2 separate regions of the Mus musculus genome follow, and region 1 is linked to region 2. A link is a contact called in public HiChIP or PLAC-seq data. All regions are on one chromosome and are shown on one strand. The core of a region is the stretch at or near the end of the contact, and the rest is flanking DNA. Distances in the headings are between cores, read along the strand shown. Region 1 overlaps Samd4 (sterile alpha motif domain containing 4). Region 2 overlaps Samd4 (sterile alpha motif domain containing 4).

The links. HiChIP or PLAC-seq counts read pairs in DNA pulled down with a chosen protein or histone mark.
Region 1: a contact with region 2 is called in a BATF HiChIP or PLAC-seq map of CD8 T cells, with 7 read pairs. The contact joins two enhancer-like sites. A contact is called at or near these places in 2 of 115 datasets of contacts at active chromatin or transcription factors (CD8 T cells and pancreatic cancer cells) and 1 of 9 other capture datasets (adipose tissue).

Annotation. Positions count from the first base shown.
Region 1 is chr14:47,101,969-47,106,630 of GRCm38.p6, forward strand. Samd4 (sterile alpha motif domain containing 4) reads left to right here. Exons shown (of 13, transcript NM_001037221.2): 13 at 1-3,849. All of the region lies in intron 3 of Gm10371 (predicted gene 10371), which reads right to left. Among named protein-coding and RNA genes, the nearest start is that of Gm10371, 12 kb to the right of the region's middle. Within about 2 kb of position 2,828, at least 80 of the 459 cell types and tissues checked have an H3K27ac peak or open chromatin away from gene starts, as enhancers often do. A contact at or near this core is called in CD8 T cells, where this site is marked.
Region 2 is chr14:46,979,272-46,983,943 of GRCm38.p6, forward strand. All of the region lies in intron 2 of Samd4 (sterile alpha motif domain containing 4), which reads left to right. Among named protein-coding and RNA genes, the nearest start is that of Gm52121, 27 kb to the right of the region's middle. Within about 2 kb of position 2,045, at least 70 of the 459 cell types and tissues checked have an H3K27ac peak or open chromatin away from gene starts, as enhancers often do. A contact at or near this core is called in CD8 T cells, where this site is marked.

The sequences.
Region 1 (4,662 bases), core at 1,578-4,077, 120 kb after region 2:
ACCACAAGAGAGGGCTATATGGCACCAAGGGCAAGAGGAAGAAATTCCCTCCAGCAAACTTTCAGATAAACTTTGATTTGTGTATTGTTTACATAAGAATTTTAAAGGGTACATAATGTGTAGAGTGTGGATAGAACTTCTCTTCATACTATGGTTTTTTTTGTAAAAGACTGATTATTGTTATGGATTCATTCTGTCTCATCTATTTTTATAATAGCAGCAGGGTTGTCTTTTAAAAAAAAAAAAAAAACGGCTGCCAAGCTCTGCTTCTTGGGAAGGTGATTACAGTCAAGTAGGCCTCAAGTTACCGTCTTCGACCATGAGGTGGGAGGAGTGTGTGGATGGGTTTGAAGGATAAGGATGTGGCTGAGATGAACAGAGTACTAGGTGTGGACACCAGGATGATGGCGCTGTGTGATCAGTTCTGGATTTGCTCGTAGGCTATCTAGAGATGATAAACTCTGCAACCTCTTTCTGGGCTGGATTTGCATCCCACGCAAGACCTGTTTTTTGCTTCCCACCCTCCCCACAGGCTCCATCCTACCAGCCCCGGTCTCCCTCCACAGACACACACGTGGATAACAGTCCCTCTAGAGAAGGAAAGACAGGGGTTGATGGTTTTCTTTTGCATGAAGCCTGACACTGAAACATCTGTGATGGAGACTTTGCAGGAGCCTAGGCCTGGGAGTCTTATCTCTTCTCACTCCATCTCTGCCAAAGGAGAATGGCCCAGCAGTAGTGTCACAGAGAGAATGCAGAGATGCAATAGGTCCCCGTGGTCCAGCTCCACCATGGGAGGAAGAGGGGACAATGGAAACAGAAGCAGGAAAGGTTAAGTTCCTGAGAGAAGTGGTTGCTCTCTCTATGCATGTGAGTCAGAGATTTGCTGTGTTGTGGGATGGTTTATCCAACCACGCACAGAAAAGAGAAAACCCTCACACGTACATTACACAGTTCGAGATTAACTGTAACACCGTGTGGGAATAGATCTATTTCTTAAGGGCAACAAAGAATAGTTCAGAATTTAATGCAATGGAGGATATCAGAGGGAATCCAAAAGAAATTATGTGCCACACTGGAGAATTAGCTGCGTAAATGTGACAGTATGAGTGAGTAGCCGGAGGCATGATCTAGAACATAATATAAGGCCTGTCTAGTAAATGGGTAAGACAGATTCCTCTTTAAAAAAAAAAAAAAAAGTGACATTTAAAACCAGACCATGCAAATGACCTTGCCTATGGTTATTTTTTTTTTCAAGTTAATGAAGTGCACACAGATTCTAAAGGCCTTAATAAAAATCCACACAACTGTGTTTGCCTGTCAAGATTACAGGTGGACAACCGAGCCGAGCCTTGGATGCTACAACAGAGATTTCGAAGTCCTTTTACAGTGCAGGGCCAAGGACACCTTAAGAAGGTTGAGCTTTTAGTGATCATGGACGACTTGGATCATCACCCCAATCAGCACTTTATAACAACACCAGAAACAAAAGATGCAGGACACTCCTTGGGTGACCCAGTCTTGAAGATGCAAATTCACGTGCAGAAAGAGGCAGCATGTTTAATTTTTATATGTAGATAGATAGACTTTTTTTTTTTAACCAAGTGCCATTAACATTCATCCCTCGTGTCCCTTTCCAAGCTCAGTGTTGGGGAAGGAGCTGGGATGGAGGATCCCATGTCAGGCAGAACAGGTTAAAATGTCGAAGGCCAAAGGGAAGGCCAGAGGGTCTGAGGAAGTGTTTGGAGGATGCTGGAAAGGTTAACAGAGAGGAACAATAGGACTCCTCATCCTGTAGGAAAGAGAAGGTGTTTAAGTCCGCTACACGCAACGCACGTACCCATAAGGTCATGGGATATTCAGAAACCAGTTTGTGAACACAATCACACGAGTGCGAATCTTTTAAGAGGAAGAAGACCATAGAGTATATTTGCAAATCTGAATTTCTATTTATTCCTTCATTGAATATAGAAGCAATGGTTATCTGATTATTAGAGATATTATTTTGGATATGTCACTTATTAACTCGCTATGGCTGGTACCCATGATAAAGTCTGTTATTAGTAACAACAGAATTCTTTTTTTAAAAAAAAAAAGAAAAAAAGAAAAGCTTATTTTTCATTGACTGTATAGATTTATCTACTTAGTTGTGGTTTGCTATGTTAGTGTTTTTATTTTTATTTTTTAAGTTGTGTTCTGATGATTTTTAAGAACCTCCCCCCCCCCACCTTGATTTGAGTCCTGTGTTGACTACAGGTATACAGCTCAATTTAAAAATCCTAAAGCAAAGAAATTTTATTTATAAAAAAAAATTTTAAAAAGAGTCGAGCAGTTGCATGCCTGAGGCTGTGAAGTCAGGCCTTGAGCAGTGAGCTGCAGTGCCTTTTTTTGTATTTACCCATTGACCACCCCGCCCCAACACAGCTGTTTTATATTAAATAGTAAAGGTTTGAAACTTTCCGAGTAAAGTCTATTTCACTGCATAGGTTCTCCCCATCTCCACCCCACCCCACCCCCGCCCCCACCCGCACCCCAGGCGCCCTGATTTAAGCAGCATGTCTGCACTGTCTGAGACACAATGCTGGTCTACAATATCATGGGGTGATGTTTTATTGGTGCTTTTTTGTTCATAGTGTTTTCTTACCAGAAAACAGTAGGAAGAAACACAAACTATACAAGACACAACACGACGCTGCTGATGGTTTGTTTTGTGTGTTCCCCACCCCCACCTGCTTTTTGAGTTTCACTTTCTTATTACACAAATCCAGCAAGCAAAGTAGTGGCCGGTGGGTCCCGCCTGCCTGCCTGCCTAGGGCTGCTATTTGCATCAAGCGCCCAGCCTGGGTTGAGCTGAAGGTCTCTTTCTGGTACCCAGGCCGGGAGCCAGCCGCAGCTGGGCCCCACCTCCCATTCTCCCGATGCGACACTGAGGGAAACCAGAGTTTCTTTTGAGGTGTCGCTGGCTGCCTTTTACAGAGTGGGAGTCTTCTCTGGGCCTTCCTTTCCTCTGTGCCTAGTAGCTAGCTAGCGCTGGTGCAAGGTTTGTAGATCTGTGCACCCCAGAGCTGGGATGAGGGCTGAGCGAGGGAGGGGAGGAAAGTGGATTCTGTTGGGCGCCCTTCCTCTCTAGCCTGAGTGGGGAGAACCCAGGGTGCTCAGGTGTGCCTATCATAAACAGAACCTGCAGAAGGATAAGTTGTACACAGAGCTGTGATGATATCTGTGTTGGCTTTGTTTTTCAGTTTGTTTTTCTTTTCTTTTTTTACAACTCATCAGAGATGTTTGCAAAGCGACTTTTTTTTTAATCCTTTATCTTGACTTAAAGGTAAATATGTATCCCTCTGGGAGGAGCAAAAAGAAAGCAGGAGTGTTAGTGATGGCAAACAGGAGACTTCCTCCCTTATTAATATATAACCCTCATGTATTTATGCCTAACGCAAGCTGACTTTCAAAGAGCTTCCTTTCGTTGCATGCCCTGTGCAGGCATCTGTATTGTACATGCATGCCTTTTGTCCTGGTTTCCTGTATAAAGTTAGTGAACAAAGAAATATTTTTGCCTAGTTCATGTTGCCAAGCAATGCATATTTTTTAAATTTGTCATACATGGAAAGAGCATGTTTGTTACATGTGAAAGCTCTACTGATGCAGATACACTAATGTTTGAACATGCTGTTCTTTGCAAGTGTACAGTTTTCAAATGTTGTTATCAGTGACAACACCCTTGTGGTCTAAACTTGCTACAATGTATTTATTATTCATTTCCTCCCACAGAAATAAGAATCATGGCTATATTTCATATGGTTATATTGAGAGTGAAGGGAAATGATTAATACAAGGTTTTGTAACACTGGTGTGTATGCGTGTGTCTTTTCACTCTCTCTCCTCTTTTTGTAAATATGATTAACTATTTAAAAAAAAATGTCTCTTAGAAATCAGCCCTCACTGAAGAACCAACATGAACTCCACCCACGTGACCATACCACGTGACCACACCATGTGACCACACCATGTGATGCCCACCATTAGCTGCCTACTCCTTTCTGAGACAGGTTGGGGAGAGGATGAGCAGAATGAACATGGTTTGATCTGTGCCCAGAATATCCAGTGAATGTTTTGTCCAAGGTAAATGCAAACTACTACATGGTCCATAACTTCCTCCCTCACTTGACTGCCTTTGGCACATCTTGCACCTTTATCATAGCATATAGAAACTGCCACCTTGGAATCTTGGGACTTCCCCTACATGTGGTTTGGACCCCATTCTAACACTTGTAACTCCAATATAATGACATATAATACATGGTAAGCTCTGAGTACTGGGTGGTTAAGAGTATGAGTGGAGAGGCAGACTTTAGATTGACATCTGGCTTCAGCATCCTCTAGCTATGTAATGAGGGCAACACTCTTAACCTCTTGACCTATGATGACTCGACCTTTATGTCTTTGGACCTCCAAGCCAAAGAGAAGTGAAGACAAAACATGAGACAGAGGCTATTCCCACCTGCAACCTTGCAACCACAGAGGTCTCTAAGATAGCCTCACTCGAGACGGGATCAATGAAGTCTTAGTGTTCAGTTGCTGTGAAAAGACACCACAACCACGGCAACTCTTACTAAAGAAAAACATTTAATTGGGGCTGGCTTATGGGTTCAGAGGTTTAGT
Region 2 (4,672 bases), core at 795-3,294:
ATGACCTTGACCCAGTTTCTTTAGCTTGAAAATGGAAATGGTGGTGTGTGCAGGCTGCTGTAACAGACCCAGCCCCTGATAACAACAGTACGTAGATCACTATCTGGCCTTGGGCCTTTCTTCCTCTGGGAACTCGTGCTTGTAGGTCAAAGTTCCAGGCACAGAGCAGCTCTCCCCTGTCCATGCCTTAAACACGGTGACCAGGATAGACATCTGATTGAGAAGCAGGGAGAGACTTGCTCTGTTGCCTGTGTGTGAAGACTCCTAAGGCTCTGTGGCTTCTCCCCCCCATCCCCCTTGCTGTCACCTGCTGTCCATCACAAGTCAGTGGCTGACTGACTTTCAGGTCATGTGACTCTTCCGTCACAGTTGTCATGACGGTTACCTTGTCTCCTGGGTCACTTGGCCTTAGCATGTGGTGGGCACTTTCTCTGTGCATCTTCAGCGCACCTCTTTCAAAATGGAGACAGCTACATGAGATTGGGAAGGCTCTGGGAGTCTTGACAAGGCCTACCTAGCCCCTGCCTTTCATCCTCTCTGTCCTTCATCCCTGATGATGTCTTCTCTCATCTTTCCTGCTGGCAACCGCCACCAGATTCATCTCCCCACAGTGCCACTCTGATATGACTTTGAACTCAAGAATCACCCATCATTTTACCACACGCCCCATGTGTTTTACCCTCCGACTCTCCTAATCCTTCCCTCCAGCACTGCTAAAACGTTCCATTTGCCCCTATCCCACACTCCACGATCCTCCCTCCTTCCAAAGCACCCTGTGCCACCCACATCACTCAGTCTGCAGGGGTGAAGCTCCTATGCCTTCTGAGATGGCCCAATGTCAAAAAAAAACCCAAAAAGGTTGGTGACACCCTTGCACCAGCAGGTGACAGCAAGAGAGAAGAGTAAAGAGGAGCCACTTTCTGAAACATCAGTCCTAGGAGGCAGAGAGATGATGGCGGGAGCCCCATTCCTCCAACAGATACCGTAGGTACCTGGACACTTCTACTGCCCAGCCTGGCCACTGTGTTTAGGAAAGGCATGGGACCAGGGTCTAAGTTTCCCCCAAATTCCACGCCAGTAATTGTCTTCCTTCTCTAGCTTTTACCTTTTTCGTAGAACCAAACTATAGCCTGTAATCTTGAATAAATGTTTCTTGAAAGCAAGTGAAAGAAGGAACAAAGGAAAATGTAAGACTGGCTGGCATTTCTAGGGCACTTTGTTTATTCTCTGAATCACCCCTCTTCATTCATGCCTTCTGCTATCTTTAGGAGGTAGCATATTCAGCAAGGCTGGCTGGCCAGTGAACCCTGGATCTAAACGTTTCTACCTCCTTAGCACTGAGATTACAGATATGCTATGCCAAGCTGGGCCTTTTAATGTGGGTTCGGGGTTGGAACTCAGTTCTCCATGCTAGTGTGCCACATGCTTTTCCAACTGAGCTACCTCCCCAGGCTTTGCGCGTATATTTTGATTAAGTCATGGTTTGCCTCCTGTCGATTTGAAGAGAAACGTAGTTATAAATCTTCTGTGGGCAAGTGGGAGCTGGCAGGGCTGCACAGATTGTGGTAACTACCTGGGTTTCTGTTAGATCGGAACAAACAGGACCCTTCACCTACATTTCTCTCCCGCACAGCCTGTACATTCCAGGAGCCTGAGCAAAAGGACCGTTACATAGTCAGCGTGTCCCAAACCAGAGTCCGTCAGAGAAGTCACCTTGTTGCTGTCCCCTGAGGGTCATCCAGAATGTCAGACTCTCAAGGAAGGATGGCACACACCGGTGGTCACTCTGACCAGAACAGGGTACCCAGCGTCAGGCTGGGCTGAAACCACCTGACAAAGAACATCCAATGGGGCTTCCGGTTTTCATTGAATCCGTTGTCAGTGCTGGGTTTCAGCCTCTGTAGGTGTTGATGAGAGCCATGGTAACGAGGCGAAGGAGCCGTCTGTCACTTAGTAGCCTGGAAGATGACTTTGCTAGTGCATAGAGAACACTGAACGGAGGAGAATCCCAGAGTGAGCAGACTGCACTCTGGGCGTGATGAGTCAGAGCTAGATCGTGAGGAAGTGTGCTGCAGTTTGAGGGATTCCCTGCCTGTCCCCTTCCCTAGGTGGAAGGAAACCACTTTTCCTGTGTAAAGAACATATGCAGTTTGCACCCAGACCACAGACTTGGTTTTGTGGCCATGTTGTGTGTGCCTTTAGTGTTGTGGCCCAACGGATCTTTACAGGTTAATGAAGCACAATAGCCCTTTTCTTTTAAACCAAACGTGTGCTTTGTCTCTCTGAGGGCCTCCCACCCTGCATGCTCCGTAATCTCATGGCTATCTTGGTGTATGTGTGTCTCTGTCTGTCTGTCTGTGTTTGTGTGTGTATCACATGTGTCTGTGAGTGCATACATGCGGAGGTTGTCTGATGTTTTCCTGGTCACACTCTTGTTTCATTTTGAGACAAGGTCTCTCACCGAACCCAGAACTTACTAATTCAGCTAGGCCAGTAAGCTCCTGGGGTACTCTTATCTAGACTCTCACCCAGCACGGAGATTACAGGTCCATGCTGCTGCACCCTGCTTTTTACAGGAATTTTAGAGATCCAAATTCAGGCCTTTGTCCTCCTGAGGGAAGCACTCTGTCACCTAAGCCACTGCCCTGCTCCTGTCTTGGCACTTTTATATGATCTCCATCCATTGCATTTCTAGACTCTTTGAATTATGGGGGAATAGGTTGCTGTTCAGCTGGTTTCGTGGAACGTACGTGTGTGTGTGTGTGTGTGCGTGTGCGTGTGCGTGTGCGTGTATCTTTTTACTTAAAAGGCCAAGCCACAAAGAGTACCCAGGAAGTGCAGAATGAATGGTTTCGGCTGACTAGCCTTTTTTGGCACCACAGGAGCCAAAAGAGATACTGCTGTATAGTGGATGCAGCCAACTGATCCTGGCATGGCAGAACTGCGTTCAAGCCTCCTTGCTGAGTTCTAACAGCTTTTAACCTTGGCCAAATGACTGAGCCTTGCTGAATCCCACTTCCCATCTATAAAGAAAGAGCGACAAGGTCACGTGTGCAGGATTTCAATACAGGACGAAAGTGACTAGTCTGTGCTGAACAATAATTGCAGTTGTCATGGCCATGGCTTTCAGCCCTGACATTCTGTCATTGCCACTACCTCCTGTGTGTGGAAAGAACAAAAGGGAGACTGACCACAGCCCTGCCCATCTCACAAGACACGGCTTTGTGTGGCAGGAATACCTGCAAGTGTGGCTGAAAAAAATAGCAAGCACATAGGGGTAGGAACAAAGGATGGCATGTCCCCTCACGCCAGCTGAAGTCCCTGAGCCGAATGACTCTCTCCCTTCCCTGTTTCCTTTTCTCCACTCATGAATATTGACAGGTATGCACCCAGAGTGATCTGGGGTAGAATGCACCATGAGGACCAAAATAGAATTTGGTTGGGATTCTGTTCCTTAGGAACTTCACACCTATTAGGAAAGATGAAAAATCCCACAAAGATCAAAATACTGAGGACATAAAAGAGCTACAACCAAAGGCCTGGAACTCATGGAGAAGAAATCAATGAGGAAATGAGAGTGTATCCCTATGCCTCTCCCTCCTCATCTTTCAAGCTGGTCTGAGGGTTAGCAAGACTGCTCAGCGCGTACAGGCACATGTTACCAAAACTGATGACCCGAGTTTAATCTTCAAGGCCCAGAGGTAGAAGGAGAGAACTGAGTCCTGCAAGTTGTCCTCTGAGTTCTACACATGCTTTGACACATAAGTACACTCGAGTGCAGAGACACTCACAAATATACAACACACTAAACATGCAAACCAATAAAAACAACATGGAGCTAATGACAGTATCTAGAGTTGTGTGAATTAAGAGGGACAGGCAAAGTTCATGGAGCAGACTTTGTACGTCTTTTAGTGTTCATTAAATTTGTCAAATACCAAGTACAGGACAGCTCTTGATGGGCAGTATTCTTCCAGATTGAAGGACAGAATGAGCCACGGCAGAGTCTACACTGAAGTGTAGAGTTGGGGAAAGCAGTTGGAACAAGTTGCTTGGGAAGCTGGGACAATCTTGTGGGATCTTGAGTGTCAACTCTGGAGTCCTGGACTTTACTGAACACATGACATAAGCTTAGTCCTCTGGAACCTGGCAGTCACTGTGATTGAAGCTAGAATCCAGTCTGTCTCAGGGCAAGTCTCTCCATCTTAGTGCCAGTGACTGTAACAATGAACTGGTTGCCAAGAGGCATGAGATTGAAGCTTGGACTGCCAGGGCTTAGAACCCAGGCTTGAACGGATCAATCCCTCAAGGAAGGATCCAGTAGAGTCTGAGTTGGAAACTAGGCTGCAGGGTGAGAGGTGTGTATCAGGGATCCAGTGGTGAGTGGGAAGATGGGCAGGGGGAGGGAGGAGGGAAAGAAAGAGCATCACCTCCCCACCCCAACCCCGCCTCCAGCTCTGCTGCTTCTCAGTGATAGAGTTTGCCTTTCCTCAGAAGACACCCAGCTCTGCTGGCTTTGAATGCAGCTGTCTTTATTCTCCATAAGAGTAGGTAGAGCGTGCACTGGGGTGGACAAAGGTGAAGGAGACTTTATTATCATCGACACACCTGGAAACCTATGCCTTTCAGCCCCTCCAGAACAACTGCAGATAAGGTTCAGGCAGACATGGCA